Regions from separate parts of the Oryctolagus cuniculus genome. Here region 2 is linked to region 1. Evidence: chromatin contacts called from public Hi-C data. All regions are on one chromosome and are shown on one strand. Each heading gives the region's core, a stretch centred on a gene start, on an enhancer-like site or on the middle of the called end of the contact. The rest is flanking DNA. Distances are from core to core; before and after follow the strand shown. Region 1 has its middle 120 kb from the start of IRF2BP2. Region 2 overlaps LOC103350930 (a long non-coding RNA gene).

What was found. Hi-C and Micro-C count contacts between places; a contact is called where the count stands out from the background.
Region 2: a contact with region 1 is called in a Hi-C map of embryonic fibroblasts, with 2.9 times the contacts expected there. The contact joins two enhancer-like sites. A contact is called at or near these places in 3 of 6 Hi-C or Micro-C datasets (embryonic fibroblasts, skin fibroblasts and an unstated tissue).

What each region holds. Positions count from the first base shown.
Region 1 is chr13:54,021,307-54,027,701 of mOryCun1.1, forward strand. No RefSeq gene overlaps it. Among named protein-coding and RNA genes, the nearest start is that of IRF2BP2, 120 kb to the left of the region's middle. Within about 2 kb of position 3,620, at least 8 of the 8 cell types and tissues checked have an H3K27ac peak or open chromatin away from gene starts, as enhancers often do.
Region 2 is chr13:54,183,570-54,190,079 of mOryCun1.1, forward strand. The region is part of intron 2 of LOC103350930 (a long non-coding RNA gene); the gene reads right to left. Among named protein-coding and RNA genes, the nearest start is that of TOMM20, 210 kb to the right of the region's middle. Within about 2 kb of position 3,457, at least 2 of the 8 cell types and tissues checked have an H3K27ac peak or open chromatin away from gene starts, as enhancers often do.

The DNA.
Region 1 (6,395 bases), core at 2,370-4,869:
CAGGAAGAAGTTTCCCAAGCGACACCTAAAAAGGCTGCAAATGGCCTTTTGGAGGGAACTTCCAAGCCTGTCATAATCTAAATGAGGACTGGATGAGGCAGGGTGGACGGCTGGGAGGGGCATGTGGGTATGAGGGAGGAAGAGGAGGCAACCCAATGCTCCCTTCTCCCTGTGATTGTCCCACCAACCCAGTGCTTCTGCAGTGTGGCCTGTCTGTTGCACCAGGACCCTTGGGTCCCTCAAAGCGACGTGTGTCCTGTGCAAAGCTGCCTTCTCCCAGTGGAAAGCCAAGGGTTAACCCTGTAACTGTCAGCATGGCTGACAACCAAAGAAAAGGAAACCGCATTCTCTATGAATGAAGGAGGACACAGGAGGAAGGTAGTTTTTCCCTTTTCTTTTTTTAAAAGCATGAGTAAGATCCTCAATATGTTTCAGATTATTTAGCAAATTCTTTGAAAAGGGCCTTGGGTCACTACCCAACAGATCAGGGATGTAGAAACCACATTCTTCCGACTTCCCTTCCCATCCTGACCCCGGAGATAGATGGCAGATTGGGCGTCGCGGGGGTCTTTGTTTAGTTAACCATTAACAATTCATAAAAGTTCAGATCCCTGCGTGATAAGTCCAGTCCTCGGAATGTTATTAGAAAATCCTATTTCTAGTCTGTTATGAAACAGAGGTTTGATGTGCTGCCAGGTCTGTGGGGAACTCTGGAAACAACACTTGCAGCTCCGAGGAGCCGGGCCCGGTGGGTGGGTGGGTGTTACATAAAGCTCTCCTAGCCATTCGGGCTGCTCACACAATGGGAGGCTGCAGCGGACAAAACTCAGAAAGAGTTCATGCAAAACGCGAGCCAACCCGTTCTCCCCACTTGTTCTCAGGCCAGCAACAAATTTGTGGGAGCGGTTTGGAGACCCCCGGGGCCCAGAGCTCAGGTTGACAGCAGATTCAACCCAATAATGCTTGGGCCGCTCAGAGGTGAACGGCACCTTCACAAAGACCTCATGGAAGGCAAAACAGCTCTCCGCACCTCTGAACCAATCGCCAATTGAAATTCACACACACGCACACACACACACACACACACACACATCTTTCTTCTTTACGCTGCTCTGGGTTTCTCTGGGTACTGCAGGAGTAAAAGGGAGGGCGGTCACACCACGAGATCCCTGCCAAGTGAAACGCATCTAACGGCGCGGCGGTGTATCTGAAGCAAATGGATAAGAATCTCATTTCTAAACTCTTGGATCCAAAATTATGTAGATTAGGATGGAATTCTTTTCTGATGCTGCTTGCCAACGCTTGTGGGTTTTCTGAAAAGCATGTGTCCAGTCCATTAGGTCTGGGAGGGTGAGAGTGAGGGTGGAAGGGGACACTGGAAGGAGGAATCACACAAAACCCACTATGGAGCTGCAGATCAAGGCTGGCGGCCCAGGATGCTCCCCTTACACGTGAGAGCCCTGAGGGTGTTAGGAGAAGGCCCAGAGGATGAATCTGACTCACAGGTCTGCGGTGGGATGGCCTGGGGGGAGAGAAGGGCAGCTGGAGAGAGAAGAGTCTTAGTGGGCAGCCCCTAAACCTGCCCAGGGACCTAAGGCTGCTCTCTCCACCATGCCTCTGGCCCTGGGCACAGTTTCTGCTTCCTTGATGACCTGTAAAAGGGGGAAGGAAAAGAATGGCTTCAGAAACTCCCAGAATCCTATCTGTCTGTATGAAGGCAATCATCCAGCTGGCAGGTAATCCTACTTTATTTTTATTTTTTTTTAAAGATTTTATTTCTTTACTTGGGAGATGGAGTTACAGAGAGTGAGAGGGAGAGACAGAGAGAAAGATATTCCATCTGCTGGTTCACTCCCTAGGTGGTGGCAACAGCCTGAGCTGTGCCGAACCAAAGCCAGGAGCCAGGAGCTTCCTCCAGGTCCTCCACATGGGTGCAGGAGCCCAAGGACTTAGGACATCTTCCACTGCTTTCCCAGGCCATAGCAGAGAGCTGGATCAGAGGAGGAACAGCCAGGACTAGAACCAGGGCCTATATGGGATGCTGGTGCTGCAGGTGGAGAATTAACCTACTGTGCCACAGTGCCGGCCCCAGATAACCCTACTTTATGTAAATCAGATTCCCCCAAATCTAGGGGGTTTGCATCTTCCACACCCCTGGCCTTGGTTGAAGAGGCTGCAAAGAGTAAGAAAAATGAACAGTCACCTGCTTGCCTTAAACCAACGCCAAGACATCCTAGTTGACTCCGAAGGTGCATTTCTCCTTCACATAAGTCCTTGAGACGCCATCGGAAATCCAATAAGCATTTGTACCAAGATGTCCCTTGAAAGACTCCATGAGAAGTGAAAAATAAACAAGCGAATGGAGAATGCTAAGAGGACAGCTGAAGCAGCCAATGAGGACAGTGTTCTTGTCCCAGGAGAGTGGATGGTGCCCATTCAATAAGCAGAAGGGCACCCTCTGCAGAGAGAGGCTTCGCATAAGGATTGCCACCCCACCTGCAGGTGGAGCACCTGCCGCCAGACCCCCAGATGCTGGCGATGGTGGAAGCTGCCCCCGGCCACTGTGGCCCTAATGAGCCCATTTCAATTGAAATGAGATCAATACTACTCATTTTTCTCTTGCTGGCTCCCGAGTGATTCATGAATCTGAAAACTAGTTCATGAATCAGAGTGGGGGGGGGGGGGCTTGGAGCGGGGGCGGGGGAACATTTGTGCAGTCGGCAAACCTCGATTCCTTTCATGAACCCAGCCATGAGTTGCATAACACTCGCCTGCCTGCTAGTTTAAACCAGTCTTTTCGGAAGCAGCTTTTGGCTTCTCCTTATTCACCTCTTTCCCTTCTGGAAAGGGACAGAGTGGCACTGCGTCCTGATTGTGTGTCTGTGTGTCGCAGTGGGTATCTTTATGCCTTTTGTGTTTGCAGCTGTGGGCATGTCCCTGGTTAAGGGCATGCGTGCACAGACAATAGACTGTGCATATGCTATGTGGCCTGGGTGTGTACCCGTGTGGGTGCATGGATAATGGTCTCTGTGTGCATATCCTATGTGACGTGTGTGTGTGTGTGTGTGTGTGTGTGTGTGTGAGAGAGAGAGAGAGAGAGGCCGCGGGCCCTTTAAACCTGAACGGGAGCCAAGTTCATTTCTCAGCGGAGCTTCATAAGGAAGCACGAGATGGGGCAGTTGGAAACCACATCCCTACGAGTGCTGATTACCGCCTCCGAAGGAAAATGAGATTTTTATCTCACAGGAATTCAGTTATAAAAATAAAATACAGCGTCTGGCTTGATTCAGCTAAATGTGCAAGCACCGGGGTGTTTTTAATTTTGTGGAGAAGCTGGACGAGAAGAATGACCTAAAACATTGCATTTAAAGAAAGTCAGAGTCGAGGGGGCGGCTACAGGAAGTGAGTGGGTGTGGAGGTGTGTGTGTGTGTGTGTGTGTGTGTGTGTGAAGGAGAGAGAGAGAGAGGACATGGAGGGAGGGAAGGAGAGAGAAACCCACCCTGCTGGCAACTGAATGCAGCAGGATGATGTCATTGGAACAGTCGGAGGAGAGAGAAGAAAAACAACTGGGAGCTGTGCTAATCCTGTTTGCTGCCCTGAAGGGAATGGACGGCGGCCAAGGCAGGGAGTTCTGGGAAACCATATAAGGGTGCCAAACAAGCTTTGCCGCCAACATTGGGAACTGACAGCTTTGTTCTTTGTAACTTGGCTGCCGGCCAGAGGCCTCATTTCAGCTCTGCGGCATGATTACCCTGGCCGGCCGCCAGCCCCGCGCTGAGAGCTCCTTTTCTTCTCTCTGAGCTTTTTTTTTTTTTTCCTCTTTCCCTTTGCCAAACATGCAGCCGTTACCATGGCAGTCGAAAGTAAAGTTTAAAAAAAAAAAAAAAAAACACAACAAAGTGGAGAGAGGCACGCCTTTCTCCAGATGTGCCACATGAGCAGAGAGAAGAGCAGTTAACCTGGGCGTGGGGTCCCGGCTGCGCAGCCGGGGCCGGCGGGCGGGCGGGCGGGCGGATGCGCTAGCTGCCCAGCTCAGGGATCAACAGAGCGCGGCCCAGCGTAGCCCGGCCCTGGCTGCGCCGGCGGCGAGAGGCTGGCTCCCAGGCCTTGTTTTCCTTCTCCCTCTTTCTTCCTGAGGCATTGTGGAGTGCGTAATGTGAAACGGAAAATGTCATGATTTCCACTGGGAACGTGTCCACGGTTGGAGAAGGCTCCAGAAAGCAAGCCGGGTTCATAGCGCCTTAAAGGGAGGAGAACGGGCCGGAAGGGCACGGGGACGGACACGGTGGCCCCTGGCGGCCAGGGTGAAGCTGCCCAGGCTCTGCCTGCTGCCGGAGCACAGCGGGGTGCTGGTCTTGGGTTCCAGGCCGTGCGGTGGTTCCGGGTGCCAAGGGAGGCTGAAGGAAGCCAGGGGGCAGGGGCCTTCCTTTTGCCCATTGGGAGACACCCTCTGTAGTGTCTCTTTACAAGGGGACTCTGCGAAGAGCCCAGTCTCCTATTTTTAACCGGGTTCATTTTTCACCTGCTTGGAAAGTGGAACATCTCCCGGGAGGTGACAAGTCGTGACGGAGGCACAGCTCCAAGCGGAAGGTTGGCGGGGGTCCGAGGCAAAGGTTACTACTCAGAAGTGGAGCCTCCTTCGTCAGCGTTCCCCCACCGCAACATCAGATACTCCTCACCCTCCCGTTCAGCAGAGTTCCCAGAAGGGCCTCCTCTGATTCTAGAAAGTGCTGCAGCAGGCAGACTCGGCCGTCTCCTGGACGCTTGTGTTACACACAACGGCCAGGCATAGGCAGGGGCTGCTTTCACAGGGCCTGTGGCCACCTTCCTGTCAAACCCGCTGGCTAGGGGTTCGCTTCACATGGGCCCTGGCCAGTCCTCTGAAGGGGCCTCTTTGCCTCTCGGAGGGAAATGGCTCAAGGTCGCGGAGGGGAAAGTTGGCAAGTCGGCCAGAGAGCTCCCCGGAGTCCCTCCGCCAGCTCCCCCAGCCTGCCACACAGGCCTGCGCTACTTTCTCGGGACATATTCTTAGCAAGGAGTTGCTTCCTTACTAAGTGAAATCAAACAGGGACGCGCAGCGGGGCGCAGCCGGGATTGATCTCTTTGATGCATGCTGCAAAGCAGAGTAGTTACCCACACCCACCCCTGCCGCGTGCAATCCGTGCACGTCCCTGCCTCCCCGGGACCCCCAGACACCTTAGCTGACCCTCCACGCGGAGGACCTAGCCGTGATGGAGAGCTGCACCACTTCCAATGCGAACAGGTCCCATGCGCTTGGGGTCGGGGAGGCAGGCAGAAGCCAGGGGCAGGGGGAGCCGGAGACCAGACAGCAACGATAAAAGCCTGTCTCTGGGTGGAACTGCTTAGAAGACAAACTTGCACTTCTTGAGAAGGAGGACAGGAAAGGGAGGCTTGGGTTGGGGGCAGCACCGTGAGGTTGTTGCTGTCCTCTTTCCGTAACCAGAGGCCAGGAGAGCTCACCCAGAGACAAAGCAGAGCACCACCCGCGGTGAGGAGGGAGCTCGTGTCCATCTCAGGGCCTGGCCAAGCCACAGCCGGCTTCTGAGCTGACTCGCTGTGACAGGGACCGCCCACGGGAGACTCTGGGAGCAGCGCTGAGTCGGGTGGGCTCCTTTGCAGACCGAGCGTCGCAGGGAGGGTGTCTGAGCCTCTGAAACCCTACAGACTCCCGTTTCCCCAGGCGTGGTCTGCAAAACCAACCTCTGGCCAGTATGTCTGGGCCTGCCTTTCCCACCTCCTAAATGGTTTTCAGAGTCCCAGCTTTCTCCCCACCGTCTGCAGGGGAGAAGGATGCGGTGGTTGCGGTGGGAGGCTGGCCCTGGAGGAGGAGCAGCTGGGCAGCCGGCATCTGCCTCCCCCTGCTGTGTGGTGGGTCACCCGGCCATGCAGACATGAACTTGGGTCCCCTCAAGGCTCCTCCTTCCTCGGGACCCATGAGTTTGATGTAGCATGAATGGCACAGCAGAAAACCCATTACCCTCACTTACACATTAATGTCGGTTCCCTAATAGGCTTGTCAGGCAGACAGAAAAGGAAGATCCTGGGGGATTTTTCTTTCCTGAGAAACCAAGAGAAAGCAAAAAACAGATCTGTATGGTGTGGGGGCGGGGGATGGTAAACGCATTTCCAGCAACAGAGAGCTAAAGTGGGAATTGCATTTGCAAACAGGTAACCTGCTCAAGTTCTCCTGTGATCTTCCATTTCTGGTGCTGGTTTTTCCCCCTCATTAAGAAGCCCAATTTAATTTCTTGCTTCACCTGCATGGTAAAAATAATTACATACAGACATTAAGCCTGCACTAAAAATCAATGTACAGAGAGATTCCGCCTTTGCCGTTAGTCATCACGAGGCTTCGCAGCCACAAATAGAAAGC
Region 2 (6,510 bases), core at 2,207-4,706, 160 kb after region 1:
ATAGCCCGTGTGTAGACGTGCTTACTTAATCATGCAATCACATACTATTCGCTGATCCCTAATTCTGCGTCAAAACTAGTTGGTCAAATGTCCTTGTCCTGAAAAGGAAAGCCATAAACCCCATTGCTCAATGTCATGACATAAGCAAACACAGATTCAAAGACTTTCGCCCCAAGGTTGCTCAGTTCGGAGGAATGGACTGTGGTCAAGGATTTATCTGTTAGGAAGCTGAGGTGGAAGGACTTGCAAAGAACAAACACGAAGACAGCAATAAATCAGGAACTAGAGAGACAGCATTAGACGTGAAAGTCCTCCCAAGAAGCTGCCTCCAAGGACTGAGAAACGTGGGACCCCAGGGCCCCCATTCTGAGCACTGGCAGGCTGCATGCCCGCTTCCATCCTTGCTGTCAGTCCTCAGGCTGACCTAAAGAGGGAGACTTACATCCCCCCATTCAGTGGATGGGATAACCAAGGTCCCACAGCCTTGTGAGAGGCTAATGGGCAGTACCAGAGAACAATCAATTGTGCCTGCCTCAGAGGACCTGAGAACATAACAGGAGAGACACACAGGAACAGCAAGCTCCCACCACATGAGTACCTTCATGAGAATTATCGTACACGGTGTGTATTAATATGTTTGACCTTCACAGCAAGCCTCTTAGGAGCAGACTGCCAGGATCCGCCACTTTCCATCTGAAGAAATCAACATGCTGATAGGTCATGCAAGCACAGGGCCAGACAGCTGATGAGAAAAATGCTACGCCTGAGTTATTTCCTGTTCATTGCCTGTCTCTCTCACTAGAACGAGGGCAAGGGTTGACCCCCATGTCTTCAGTGCCCAGTGGAGCACCTGGCATATAGTAGGTGCTCAGTCAATATTTCTGAATGAATGGATGACTGAGCCATGACTGAAACCCAGCAGTCTTCCAACAACACTACAAAACAAATATTGATCAAGAAAATAACTCGAGAAGCGGGCATTGCAGCACAGAGGGGTTAAGCTGCCGCCTGTGACAGCAGTATACCATATCAGGGCACCAGTTTTGAGTCCTAGCTGTTGCACTTCTGATCCAGCTCCAGGCTAACATGCCTGGGAAAGTAGCAGAAGATGGCCCAAGCGCTTGGGTCCCTGCCACCCACTTGGGAGACCTGGATGGAGTTCTAGGCTCCTGGCTTCGACCTGGCCCAACCCTGACTGTTGCAGCTATTAGGGGAGTGAACCAACAAATGGAAGATGTATTTCTGTGTCACTCTGTCAAATAAATAAATATGTCTTTTTTAAAAAAAAAGAAAGAAAGAAAAGAATGAAAGAGTCGTCACAAGGTAACAGATAAGCACATTTCAGTTGGGTCTAGGGAATGAATTAAATTTCAGTTAGATCTGAGGAAGACCAAGAGGGCTATAGACACCAGGGCGGATCAGTTAGAAAGATCCGAAATCATCTCTATGACCTGGGTCTGATCAAGACCAGGGTTAGCTCTCTGGGGCCGTCCCCACATACCAGACACCATAAACCGCCTGGGAAGGACAAAGGGGGCTGCAGTGCTGGCCAGCCAGGGTTCCTGCACGGCGAGATGATCCCTAATTTTCCCAGAAAGCCAGTGCAGGTGGTTTTTGTCATTTCTCTGGCTCCTGCTCCCTAGGCCGTGACTTAGAGGCTGCAGGTGCAATGGGGCCGCCCACAGCTACCGCCAGAGCTATGCGTCAGCCCCCCTGCCTGGATCCCTTAGCAAAACTCAGCCCCTTGAGCCATGGGAAATGCTGGGCTTCACGGCTGGCTGGCACTCTCCCTCCATGGTGAGAAGCCTTAGGCTCTCCTCCTCCAAGATCTGAAAGGAGAAGCCAGGGCAGAGTGTCTCCTCCCTCACCTGCAGGGGCCCTGCACACACCTGAACCAGGTTCCTCTTGGGCTGCAGCAGGAGACCCCCCTCCTGGGTTGCTGCTGCAAGGTGAGTTCTGACTCTGACCACCTGGGATGAACCTGAAATCACATTGTCTTAACAAGCTTCCAGGGGAAGCCCCTGCCCGCTGCCGGTTCCTGGGCCACACTCTGGAAATCTAGGCAGCAACGGTTCATTTTTTTTCTATTTTTTTCTCCAAAACTTAGTCTTCAATGAATGTTGAGGAAGGAAATAGTTATAAACATGTTCAAAGACTGGAGATCTACAAAGGTGGTACGGTTTTCACCTGTTCAGTAGGGACCTACTATGTAGAAAGGGACAATGGGAATTGAGGTGGACACCTGCCCTTGTGAGAGCTGTGACCACAGGGAGGACAGCTCACCTGAATCTGCTTTCTGCTGTTCTACCTAAGACTGGATGAAATCTGCTTCCTCCAGGTGGGGACACTGGGAAAGCCGAGAGCAGGGCGCCAGCACCAAGCAAGGGCCTTCCTGCTGCATTTTAACATGGTGGAAGAAAGCCCATGGCAAGACAGAGCAAGGGCGCCAGCTTGGGTCTTTCTCCTTCTACTTACAAAGCCACTAACCTTATTATGGGGTCCCACCCTGACGACCTCATCTAATCCTCATTACCCTAATTACCCCCCAAAGGCCCCACCGAGAAATGCCATCAAAATATTTGAATTTGGGGACCAAATTTCCAACATTTGCACTTTGTGGGGAGACACAGTCCAGCTATAGCAATGAGCACTCCCAGTGCAGGGACCGGGTGCCTGGGGGCTGAGGGAAGACGGTCCAGACACTGAGCCTGATGGATGGAGGGGGTGTGTGGGAACCCCCTGCCCAGGACCCTCCTCAGCTGCTCTCACCTGGGCCCATCAGTCCCACCCTTGCACGCCTCCCGAATAGTGCTCCCGAATCATTTTTGTCATTTGTCACGGCCCTGTTAGGGAAAGATAATATTTTTTTGTAGAAGGTGAATAGGGAAAGCAGTTCGCAGCCAGAGGGCTGAGGGGATTGCCACCCCCTCACACCCCTAACCCCCTCTGGCACACCGCCGGGACCTGTGCCCCAAACCCCCTCTGACAGGTCCGCTCAGAGAGGCCCACCGCACCACACTAGCAAAGTGCTGTCTGATTTTCAAGTCACTTTCACTTGTTTTCTCATTCGAGTCTCGCCACCACAACGGGCACTATTAACCCTGTGTTACTGGTGGGGGTGGGGGGGGGGGGGAGAGACATGAGATGACTCAGCAGGGCACACGGTGGGTGAGTCAGCACGAGGTGGGTGGGCAGAGCTATGGAACGGCATCCAGGGCCCAAAATAGGTTGAGCTTGTATTGCCACAAAGTTTTAAAAAGAAAAAAAAAAAAAGCCGGTGAGGCGGAGGTACCACCCTTCCGGGGTAGGGGAAGGAGGCTGTCCGATCCTCCTGTCTTCCTGTTTCAATGGTTTTTCCATCGAAATCTCCACATTGGCTGCCACTGCTCGGGATTCTGAGAAAGTCTGTGACTCTGCTCAACAGGGAAAAGCTTGCTTTCCGGCGGTGCAGCAGGAGCCCTGGAAATGGAGCAGTCAACAAGGCAGGAAGACACGGGGACACAACCAAGAAACATTTGACTCCGAGAGAGTGGAAGCGATCGCAGGTCCAGGATGCTCGCCAGACTGCTCTGCAGCTGCATCAACAAGAGCTAGAGGGAAGAAATCAAGAGCGTACAGGAGGCTTTGGCCTCGGCTCCCAGGCACCTAAATCAGCCAGGCTTTGGAAGGAAGCCACTTCAAATGTTCATGTTAAAACAATGCTGCAATATTTCTTTGTTTCCACTGAGGTTTCCACTGAATAACAGCTGTCAACAACTCAGGAAGACGGGGGTCTGGTCCAAGTCTTTCTTCTTTGCAAGTGTTCTTTTATAAACATTATATTGCTCTTTTCAGCAAGGGCAAAATAAAGGCATGTACAATCACTCCGGAGGGGCCAAATATTTCTGCATATGTTCGTGCCTTTGTTGTGTGACTACATGTGAGAGGTCAAACAAAGTTCCTATATTAAGAAAAGAGCCTTCTTGAATGTATCGTTGAAGGAGGAGGTTATTTGAAACACCTTCTACGCTCTGCTAGAAGGCTTCTTGGGTCTTTTCTAGAGTTTCAATAGAAAGAGAAGCGGCTGCCAGGGGCTGTGGGGAGGGAGGAAGGGGAGGCAGTGTTGAATGAGCGTGGAGGCCCAGCTTGGGAAGATGAAAAGGCTCTGGAGATGGCTGGCGGCGATGGCTGTGGAGCGATGTCAGTGTGCTGCATGCCACCAAGCTGCACACTTACAAGGTGTATGTTTTAAGTTATGTATAGTTTACCATAATAAAAATCATGCCAAAAGTGTTTTCAGAAAAAATTTTTTAAGAAAAAGTCATCCTGCTGAAAAGAATCTAGGGCCGGGTGTTAGGCCAGCACTCCGATTGCATACCTCCCATATCTGAGTGCCTGGGTTCGAGTCCCAGCTCTGCTTCTGAAGCTAGGATCCTGCTAGTTCACCCTGGGAGCCAGCTAGTGAAGCTCATGGAGTTCGGTCTCTGACACCCGTGCGGGGGACCTGGATGGAGTTCTGGGCTCCTGGCCCCCACCTGGCCCAGTCCCAGCCTTTGCAGGCATTTGGGGAGTGAACCAGTGGATGGAAGATGTCTTCCTGTTTGTCTTTCTCCCTCTACCATAAAATGAAAAAGAAATACACAAAGAAAAAAAAACAAGTAAACTTAACATCTTCATTTTTTTAAAATCTAAGAGGTTTTACAAGCTTATTATGCTTGATATTTAAGACTAGCTCATTTGATTTTACCTAACCACTAACCCTGCTTTCAAAGTTCCTGATTTGCCGAGTCTACTCACGAGCAGTAGACACCCTGGACTGCTGTGTCTCCCAGGCCCACCCCCGGCCAGGCCCCCACCTGAACAGCCTTCCATCTGAGCTGCAGTGGCACATCTCTGTGTGCAGAGTCCCCTCCCCTGGACCGTCCCGGGTCCTCTGCAGACATTGTTCCCACCCCGGCCTCTCACCCAGCCAGCTATATCCACCACCCAGGGCTCAAAGCCACCTGAACTGTGAGATCACAGCGAGAAGTCAAGAACCAGTTCTTCAAACTCTGCTCAGCCAGCCACAGCTTGGTGAAAACACACAGCCCCACTCACAGCGTCTTGAGATGGTCCGCAGTGAGCTGGCAGGCTGGCCGTGGCCCTGGGGGCACAGTTGCTGGGCACGGCAGCCCTCACCTGCTGTGCAAGGAGTACCCTATGAGAGTCACTCAGAGTGTACCTTGTGACGGATGATGAAACAAGAAACTCAAGCATTGCTCCAAGGGCCTCTGCCTTCTGCTTCTGAAAGCTTTTCATCTTTCCTCCATGAAAATCTTGAAATGGTTCTTCCAAAGTTACATGATACATGAGACAGATTTTCTCCCTGATACCCTTTCCAGAGACAAACCCCCCCAGACAACCACAGCTACAGCTATGGATCACCTCCCGTGTGCCATGCACCCTACTAGGGCATCCTTGAAGTCTTCCCAGGAGCTTTGCAAGGGGTCTTATCTCCAGTTGACAGAAACTGAGACTAAGAGATGTTAAGTAACTTTTCCCAGCTCACACAGCTAGAAAGCAGCAGAGCCAGACTCAAACCCAGACCTGCCTCATTCCAAAACCACGCCATTTCCAAAAAGAGATGGAGTGCATTGAGGGCTCACACCATGCAACTCGCACTGGAGTGGCACCCAGCTGTGACACAAAGGACCTGGATGTTTGCAAAACTCGGGGGAGCTGTCTGAAGTGTTCTGTGCTCCCAGGCTCCATGCACTGTGCAGCGCCTTGGGAATGACTGGGCCTTGGAGGCACTCGGACATGATGGCTGGTCACAGGGCTAGATGTGGGGTGCTGTTTGTGTGAGCTGCCTGGCTGGGCCCCAGTCAAGAATTCAGTGAACAGGATGGTAACAAACTATGTGAAAGAAGTTAGCACAGCTTCCAGAAGACTCTGCACAGAACACGGCAGCACCAAGGCATAGGGTTTCCCCCAAAGATTGGAGCCACTGTATGGAACTAAGAATGCAGTCAATGCTTCAGGCAAAGCATTGGTCTGGCCAATTGGCAGTATCCATTGGCAGAAGCCGTTCCCACAGCATACCTGGAAAAATCGCATTCATGGCCATCGTCCAGGCTCTGGCCAGTCCTCTTAGAGGGAGTGAGGCCAAGGTGTGAGGAAGGAGCTATGGTAAGGTGGCAGGAAGACAGATCCATGCAGGGGTGACACACGCCTGCTCCCCAGTGAGTGAAGAAGAGCAGTGCCTGCCCAAGGAACATTGATTGAAAGCACCAGTCAAGGGTGGGACTTGAGGGATCCCAGAGCCCTCTGTCTCACATCCACGGGAATAAATGGTACCCAACCCAGCTGACAGTATCTGCCCTGGCCTCCTGGGCCCTTCAGTATGCAATTCTTCACAAATGACATCCAGGAGTGAGGAAGCAAGCCCAGGCAAAAGAAATACCACAGAAGAGGTTTTTCCAAAAACTATTTCTACTTCAGAGGTTCTGCAACAACTCTTTCCTGCATTGGAATTCCCCAGGGGCTTTTGAA